2 separate regions of the Mus musculus genome follow, and region 2 is linked to region 1. The links are chromatin contacts, called in public promoter capture Hi-C maps. All regions are on one chromosome and are shown on one strand. Each heading gives the region's core, a stretch centred on a gene start, on an enhancer-like site or on the middle of the called end of the contact. The rest is flanking DNA. Distances are from core to core; before and after follow the strand shown. Region 1 holds the start of Olfr544 (olfactory receptor 544). Region 2 holds the start of Cnga4 (cyclic nucleotide gated channel alpha 4).

Region 1 (4,635 bases), core at 785-3,284:
TTAGGTTCTCAGAAAAGTGCATGGAGTGATAAGGACAGCTTATCAGGACACTTCATATTTCAAGTCATTTAGTGGTAGTGAGAAAGGGACAGGGGTGGGGGCTGTGCAGTCATTCTTGTTTTTCTCTGGGCTCCCCTGGAATCACAGGACCTTTTGGTATCAGAGACCTGTGGAGCTCAGGGATCTGTGGGCAGCAGCAGAGGGCAGACACTTAGGAGGAAGAGTCAGGCCCTCCAGCAGGGATGTGATTCTCTGCCGGGTGCCTTGGTCAGAGCACAGCTCACTGATGTTGGAAAGAACAATGGCTTATGTAGGTAAGGCTTTATTTTGTTTTGAAGCCCATTTTATTTTGGGGTGTCTATCTGCTTGTAAAACAACCCGTCTTACCACAAGTCTGTCCAAGTTTGGGGCAGAGCCCATCCTTAGGAAGGACTTTCTATGGAGCTACCATCATCTCTCTGAATATTCCTCCCTTGTTCCTGGGTGTGCTCCCAGGAACCACACAGAGCCCATTTAATCTATAAAACCTAGTGTTTTTGTTTGTTTGTTTGTTTGTTTGTTTGTTTGTTTTGAGGCAGGGTGTCTCCATGTAGCCCGGGCTGTCGTGGAACTTGCTCTGTAGACCATGCTGGCCTCAAACTCAGAGATACATCTGCCTCTGCCTCCTAAGTGATTAAAGGTGTATGCCACCACACCAGGCACAACCTTTTAGAGGAGGCTTTAGGGATAGGAGTTTGTGTTGGTCTAAATGTGGTCCTGACAGGACAGGGTACTGGGTGTGGGTTCCCTCACCTCGCAGGAGGCAGCAAAAAGCATAGCTGACACTGCAAAGAAGAAAGAGCATCAGACTGGAGGAAGGCCAGGCTGGGAAGAGGATGACCCAAAGCTGGAGTGTGCTGAGCTTATGGGGACAGCACGGTGGGGATATGTCATGGGGAACCTTGGTCCTGTCACCCACTTGTGTGACTCTGGTGGTCAAGGGATTTCAGCAATCCTAGCTGTGAGGGGGGAGTTACAATGTTGGCTTTTTAGGATGGTGAAATATATGAGGCTGATGTGAGCAACTTTTTTCCTCTTTCTCTTCTCCCTCCTCCTCTTCTCCCTTCTTTTCCTCCTCCTCCTCCTCTCTCTCCCTGTTTCTCTCTCTCTTTTAAAGACAGGATCTCATGTCTTCCAGGCTGGCCTGAAACTCACAGTGTAGCGGAGGATGACCTTGAACCCGTCCTCCCTCTTCTACCTTCCAAGTGCTGTGATAACACAGGCATGAACCGCCACACCAGGCTTGGTGCTTCTTTCTCCGTGCTCCCTTCTAGTAAGTGAAAGAAGTGAGCTCAAAGCCTACCCGCAAGTCCTGGACACGAAGAGAGAGTTTGGGGACAGAGGAAGGGCCACTGCCTTGGTTGGTGTGCATAGACACATACTCTACTCCAGAGTTGTAGACCGATCATGCAGTCTCAGTCCCCATATGTCAAGAAAAGGGATGTCCAGTCTTAGATCCCTTTCTTATACAAAATGGGGTTCTTCCTGGCACTGGCTATGTTGTCTGTGAGGACAGAAACCCTGCCCTGCTGTCTTCAGGCACACTGACTGAACTGCAGGGTGAATGTAGTTGTGTCTACATGTGGAAGGGAGGGTGGTTGTGATAGAGAGGGGGTTTGATGAGTGAGACATCTGAGAGGCACACCTGCTAGAAAGGCCTAGAATTTGTCTACCTCTGTGCAAGAAGAGAGGAATAAGTCAGATTCAGCCTGCTACAATATGGCTTTGGGTTCCTCTCAGAAGATGACTTAGAAGACGTAGCCAACCTCAAAGGCTCTGAAAACCAGTGTTAGAGACTGCGAATGTGAATGCAGTGAATCCCCCTGGGTTGGAAGTGGTGAAGCACTGGGCCAGATGAACTGGGCCAGAAGGAGTTGGCTGCTGCCCTCGTTCCTCTCCTCTCTGACAGCCTCCCCCACACCCCTGCTTGGCTAAGCACATAGGCTCCTACTTACCAGGACTCACACAGGCAGGGGAAGTAAAGACTGGTCAAGTCAGTCCCCAGTTGCCAGGGTGAGTTAAAGTCTTTCTATGCCTCCCTGAGGGGAACAAGGGCTTCTGAGGCTCCCTCTCAGGTCTGACTTAGCCAATTACCAGGGCCCCAGTGGTCACCAGGATCCTGTAGGTGGGGATTAGTGTGAGTGAGAACATCTCCTGACAGAGACTAGTTAGGCAACAGGGAGGTACTTGTATGCAGGGAGTAGTTTGCCAAGACTCAACTCTGACTCTCTCACCCACTCTTTTTTTTTTTTTAAAGATTTATTTATTATTTATTATATGTAAGTACACTGTAGCTGTCTTCAGACACTCCAGAAGAGGGAGTCAGATCTCATTACGGATGGTTGTGAGCCACCATGTGGTTGCTGGGATTTGAACTCCTGACCTTCGGAAGAGCAGTCGGGTGCTCTTACCCACTGAGCCATCTCACCAGCCCCTCACCCACTCTTTCTCCACCTTTTTGTCACTATGATGGGTCAGCAGCCCATCAACCCCACTGACTCCCCACAGCCAGGTTGACGCCTTGTGCCCGGCCCTGTTTAACTGCTTGTTGGAAGTTTCCGTAGATCACACTGTGCACTGGAGTCATGCTCTCATTTCCAAACCCTGACATCCTTTGGTGTTTCCTCTGTTAGAAATGCTCCTACGGAGGCCCTTGGTCTTGCGAAGATCATATGCCCCAGTACAGGGGAATGCCAGGGCCAGGAAGCAGGAGTGAGTGGGTTGGGGAGCAACGTGAGGGGGGAGGGTATAGGGGGCTTTAGGGATAGCATTTGAAATGTAAATGAAGAAAATATCTAATTAAAAAAAAAGAAATGATCCTACCATTAGAGAAAGGACTGAGGAGCTGAAGGGGTGTGCAACCCCATAGGAAGAACAACAGTATCAACCAACCAGACCCCCAGAGCTCCCAGGGTTTAAAACACCAACCAAGGAGTACACATGGAGCGACCCATGGCTCCAGCCTCATATACAGCAGAGGATGGAATCAGTGGGAGGAAAGGCCCTTGGTCCTGTGAAGGCTCCATGCCCCAGTGTAGGGGAATGCGAGGGTGGGTGTGGGTGGGTGGTTGGGGGCACACCCTTATAGAAGCAGGAGGAGGGGGATAGGATAGAGGGTTTTGGGGGTAGGTGGGAGAGGGGATAACATTTAAATGCAAACAAAATATCCAATTTAAAAAAGAAGAAGAAATACTCCTACCACCCATGTTTTCCAGGATAGGGCAGAGCTAGCAGTCAGAGCCAGGAAAGCCATCAATGGGTACGCCTATTTCATACCTGCACCCTTGACTCCTTCTACCACTGACCACTGTGTTCTTGTTAATACTATTTCCAGTGTGATTATTGTGACAGTAGCTTGTGGCTTGTGACTATTCTGTCTGACACTCAGTAGGTGAGAGTGCGTTAGCTTACTTTGTCTTAGTCTGTTCTCACTTGATAAAAATGAAATGCTCTTGGCTTGTTACATATCCCTTCTCTTTCTCTCTTCCTCCTCACCCTGATCTTTGAGACTGGGTCTCACAGTGTAGCTCAGCCTGGCCTAGAACTCACTGTCTTCCTGCCTCAGCCTCCCAAGTGCTAGAATTACAGGCACACCACTTATAATTTTCTGATGTTTGTACATTGGCTGTGTGTGTGTGTGTGTGTGTGTGTGTGTGTGTGTGCATGACAGAGAGAGAGAGAGAGAGAGAGAGAGAGAGAGAGAGAGAGAAAGAGAGAGAGAATAGCATGTATGCATGAACAGAATATTCATTGCAATTTAGTAAAAGAGTCTCAATGTTTTGCTAGCTTAACTTCTGTTTTTTTTTTTTTTTTTCTAAATTGGAAATATATTCTTTTCTCATACACCACATCCCAACCACAATTTTAACTCTGTCTTTGTGAAAGTCTTCCATGATATAAATCTGATCATCTGGTCTACAGAGTGAGTTCCAGGACAGCCAGGGCTAAACAGAGAAACCCTGTCTTGAAACAAACAAACAAACATCTGATTGCTTGATGCTGGATTTCCAGCTTGCTTCCCACTGTTCCTGCCTTAGTACTAAGACCTACTGTGTGTCATCTCCTGAGAACACAAACTGCATCAAGCTGTGGCCAGATACAATGATCTAATAATGTTCTCTCTCTAGATATAAATATGTAGCCTGACTGGCCAGGAACTCCCTGTGTAGACCAGGCTGGCCTCAAAAAACTCACAGAGATCTGCCTGCTTCTGCCTCCTGGGATTGAGGGAGTACACCACCATGTCTGGCCTGTAAACTCTTATTTAGTTCTCATAACCTAAGAGAAGAGGCTCTGGATCTTTCATTTGTTTGCTTGTTTCTTTGTTTGTGGCATCTGAGGAAACGGAGTCAAATCCATATAGAAGAATCTGGAAATTCCTGTTTGAGCTCCATTGTTCCCCATCCTGGACTATTTGTAGGGCTTGAGTCTCACTCAGAAGGGGAAATGAAATAGACTTTGGAGGTGGAGGGAGGGAGGAAACTGGGTGGAAGAGGAGGTGGGAGGAGAACCGAGCAGGGGTAAGGAGAGCAGGGGAGAGAGAATGAGAATCAGCATTGGGCAGTGGGGTACCTCTAGGATGTGCTAGAGACCTAG
Region 2 (4,344 bases), core at 337-2,836, 2.9 Mb after region 1:
GCAACATACCTGCCATTATGGCATTACTGGCACCATGCTCCTGACCATGGACCAAACTTCTAAAACTGTAAAGAAGCCCCCAATTGAATGCTTTTTTGGTGGTGGTGGTGGTGGTGGTGGTGGTGGTGGTTAGTTGGTTTGGTTTGGTTTGGTTTGGAGTTTTAAGACAGGGTTTCTCTGTGTAACAGCCCTAGCTGTCTGGGAATTCACTCTGTAGACCAGGCTTGGCCTTGAACTCGAAAAAATGCCTCTGCCTCTGCCTCTGCCTCTGCCTCTGCCTCTGCCTCTGCCTCTGCCTCTGCCTCTGCCTCTGCCTCTGCCTCTGCCTCTGCCTCTGCCTCTGCCTCTGCCTCTGCCGTCTCCCAAGTGAGTGGAGGCATTAAACCATACCTGGCAAATCATTTATAAGAGTTGGCCTAGTGATGGAGTCTCTTCACAGCCTTAGAACAGTGGCTAACACAGTATGACAGTTAAGGTGTCAAAGTGGGATCTAGTATGCAGTTAGTCAGTCCTAAGGATGACTAAAGCTCAAGGAAGTTCATGAGAATTACTAGATAGCAAAATAATTCTGTGGGTGACCAAGATCAGCCAGAACATGTGTGGAAGATGGAAATGAAAGAGAGAGATCTAAGATTTCTAGGAAACACTAACCTAGAAGGAATGTGCGAAGACTCTTATAAAAGAGACTAAGAAATAAACAGAACACCAGGAAATGGTGACATTACAAAAGCTATGGACAAAAACATTTTGGAAACATTTCCTAGGGATATAGATATTTCTTTCAAGAAATTCCAAAAATGTAAATCTGACACTAACCCATAGCTGTATAAAACAGTTTACAGGTCTCCCATTGTCTTTGATTGTCCCCTTTTGTTCTTAAAATTAGGGGTAGGGGACAGGTTAGCAAGATGGCTCAGCAGGTAAAAGCATGAGCCTCACCACTGGAATTTGTGTACCAACTGACTCCAAAAGTTGTACTCTGATCTCCATAGGAATGACAGCAGGGACATCAGCCTAAGTGGGAGGGGGGATTATAGGAAATACGTTTGTTTTGTTATGAAAAGTTCACAAGAAAACTTGAAAGAGGTTGAGGGTCCACAAAATATGTCCAGTAGCTGTTGGCGCTGGGCATGAGAAATAGGAAAGGAACAAAAGTAGCACAGAATGAGCACATAGCCGGAAGATTGGGTGATAGGTATGTAGATAAGGATGTGGCTATGGAAAACACCTCTAAGTGAGAGGCACCCCAGTGTCCCTAGAGACTAGTTTAACACCTGACATGAAGGAGCCGCTTGGCACATAATTGTCAAATAAATAACTAGGCCCAACAGAGAACCTGCATAAAGTGAAACAGTATTCAAACCGACATTTCCAGCAGGCTTGGGGAAGGTGAAAGAAGACAGTAACAAAACTGAAGCTACCTTCCCAAGCATCTACCTCCCACCACCTCCGGGGACCTCATTAAAGGTGTTTAGCTGGGCAGGTGTAAACCAGCCTGGGTCCTGGGAGACAGGGCAGGGTGCTGGAGCTACAGTGCCTCCACCCACTCCATCCCTGCTAGCTCTAGTTGTGTTGCTAGGAGCTTCAAAGACAGAAAGACGCAGCTGGAGCCCCAGGGCAGCTTCTTCCAGGAAGCCAGGCACTTTCTCAAGCCACCTCTAATTGGCGAAGTCCTGGATATCCTACAGGCTAGGACCACACTACAGAAACATGAGCCAGGACAGCAAAGTGAAGACAACAGAGTCCACGCCCCCAGCCCCAACCAAAGCCAGGTGAGAGAAGTCTGGTCCTCTGTGTGGGGTCTAATCACCTCACTCCCTGGGGCTTCCTTCTTCTTGGTGTCCTGGTTATAACCCAAGCACTGAATGCCTGGTGGATAAATGAGAGGAGTCTCTTTTTCCCTACAGGAAGTGGCTGCCAGTCCTAGACCCATCTGGGGATTATTACTACTGGTGGCTGAACACGATGGTCTTCCCAATCATGTATAATCTCATCATCGTTGTATGCAGGTTTGGCAGGGGTGCTAAATGAGGGTCCTTAAGAGAAGGGCAGGCCTAGAGGGTGAGGCCTAACAAAGAGGTGTCTTCCCTGGAAGGACTCAGGGTAGAGGACTGAGGGACCTGTCCTGACAAACCAATGACACATAGTTGGTACCTTTAAGCAAATCCCCTCTGCCCCTACCCTGCAGGGCCTGCTTTCCTGACTTGCAACACAGTTACCTGGTGGCCTGGTTTGTGCTGGACTACACGAGTGACCTGCTGTACCTACTAGATATTGGGGTACGCTTCCACACAGGTCAGTGATTCCCCGGGACTAACCTCTCCCCAGGAAAGTGTTAAGAAAGTAGCCACCTCTAGGGCTGCACAGTCATGTGTCACTGTGTTTGAGTGCTCACCCAAAAACCTGCCTTCATCTTGCCTTCATGTCTGACCTTGGCATACCCAGCCTGCAGCTGACCTACCCATAGTTGACCCTAGCCTATCTCCCTCTTTGCTCCTAGGATTCCTAGAACAGGGCATCCTGGTGGTAGACAAAAGCATGATCGCCAGTCGCTATGTACGCACCTGGAGCTTCCTGTTGGACCTGGCTTCCCTGGTCCCCACAGATGCAGCCTACGTGCAGCTAGGCCCCCACATCCCTACACTCCGGCTAAACCGCTTTCTCCGAGTGCCTCGCCTCTTTGAGGCTTTCGACCGTACAGAGACCCGCACAGCTTACCCAAATGCCTTCCGCATAGCCAAGCTGATGATCTACATTTTTGTCGTCATCCATTGGAACAGCTGCTTATACTTCGCCCTGTCCAGGTACCTGGGCTTCGGACGGGATGCATGGGTATACCCAGACCCTGCGCAGCCTGGCTTTGAGCGCTTGCGGCGCCAGTATCTCTACAGCTTCTACTTCTCCACTCTGATCCTGACCACTGTGGGTGACACACCGCTGCCAGCCCGAGAGGAAGAGTACCTCTTCATGGTGGGTGACTTCCTGCTGGCCGTCATGGGTTTCGCCACCATCATGGGTAGCATGAGCTCTGTCATTTACAACATGAACACGGCAGATGCAGCCTTCTACCCAGACCATGCTCTGGTAAAGAAATACATGAAGCTACAGCACGTCAACCGAAGGCTGGAGCGGCGCGTTATTGACTGGTGAGAGGGTGGCTATAGACCGGGGGAGGTATGCCTGAGGACCTGAGTGCAGTAACTCTGGTCTTGCTGCCTTCCGGAGGGTGGCATTCGTTCATAGGTCTACTAGATTGAGCTTAGAATATGGTGTCTTCTACTGAGAGAATCTGGAAGGGGAAGAGGGTGAGCAAGAGAGTGACAAAGAGAGGAATGTGCATAAAAGAGTGACAAGAGAATGAGAGCTGCTTCTGACTGAGAGGATTGGGGAGGCTCTGAAAGGAGTGGGTAGAGGGCAACTATCCAGGCAGGAGATGGCCAACAGATTGATTGTATCATGAGATTGCAAACTGTGTTCTGAATAAAGGAAATGTCTTCATGTCAGGAAGCTACCTACCACAATGCCTGTGGAAGAGGGTGGGAGCTTGCTGACTAAAGCAATGCAATGTGGAAGTGGTACAAGACACTGAGGCTGGGGGTGGAGCCTAATGGGAGGCAAAAGAAATGTGTCTATCAAATGGTCGAGGCCTCTACACCTTGGATGAGGTAGAAAAGATCATGTCTGTAACAAAGAAAAGGGATCCCATTGCTCTTATGAGAAGCCAGTGTGGCTGGACTCTTGGCTGAGCTGAGTCCTGGTGAGTAGGCAGAGGCAGACACACTGGGTTCCAGTGAGTAAATGGTTCTGCTTTTCTCTCAGGTACCAGCATCTGCAGATCAACAAGAAGATGACCAATGAGGTAGCCATCTTGCAGCACTTGCCTGAGCGGCTGCGGGCAGAGGTCGCTGTATCCGTACACCTGTCTACCCTGAGCCGAGTACAGATCTTCCAGAACTGTGAAGCCAGCCTGCTGGAAGAGCTGGTGCTAAAGCTCCAGCCCCAGACCTACTCACCAGGCGAATACGTATGCCGCAAAGGGGACATTGGCCGAGAGATGTACATCATCCGCGAGGGCCAGCTGGCTGTGGTGGCAGATGACGGTGTCACACAGTATGCTGTGCTTGGTGCAGGGCTCTACTTTGGGGAGATTAGCATCATCAACATCAAAGGTGAGTCTCCAAGGAAACTGGTAGGGACAGGGTGGCAGAACCCCGGGACAGGATGGTACTTTGGGGCATGTAGATTTAGGAGATCTGGCCCTTGTCTGAGTTGCTACAGGGCTCAGGAGAGAAGCAAGATGTGGGTTATCTGTTGCCTGGGAAGAAGCAGTTGAGCTAAGGTCAG

The links. Promoter capture Hi-C pulls out the DNA fragments that hold promoters and counts their contacts.
Region 2: a contact with region 1 is called in a promoter capture Hi-C map of stem cell-derived epiblast-like cells, with 3 times the contacts expected there. The contact joins the promoter of Cnga4 here to the promoter of Olfr544 in region 1. A contact is called at or near these places in 9 of 39 promoter capture datasets (the 3T3-L1 cell line, cranial neural crest, embryonic stem cells and 5 more) and 1 of 115 datasets of contacts at active chromatin or transcription factors (embryonic stem cells).

The regions. Positions count from the first base shown.
Region 1 is chr7:102,486,273-102,490,907 of GRCm38.p6, forward strand. Olfr544 (olfactory receptor 544) reads right to left here and starts at 2,035. Exons shown (of 2, transcript NM_020289.2): 1 at 1,995-2,035.
Region 2 is chr7:105,402,982-105,407,325 of GRCm38.p6, forward strand. Cnga4 (cyclic nucleotide gated channel alpha 4) reads left to right here and starts at 1,587. Exons shown (of 6, transcript NM_001033317.3): 1 at 1,587-1,772; 2 at 1,908-2,009; 3 at 2,189-2,295; 4 at 2,501-3,146; 5 at 3,820-4,169. The coding sequence starts at 1,711.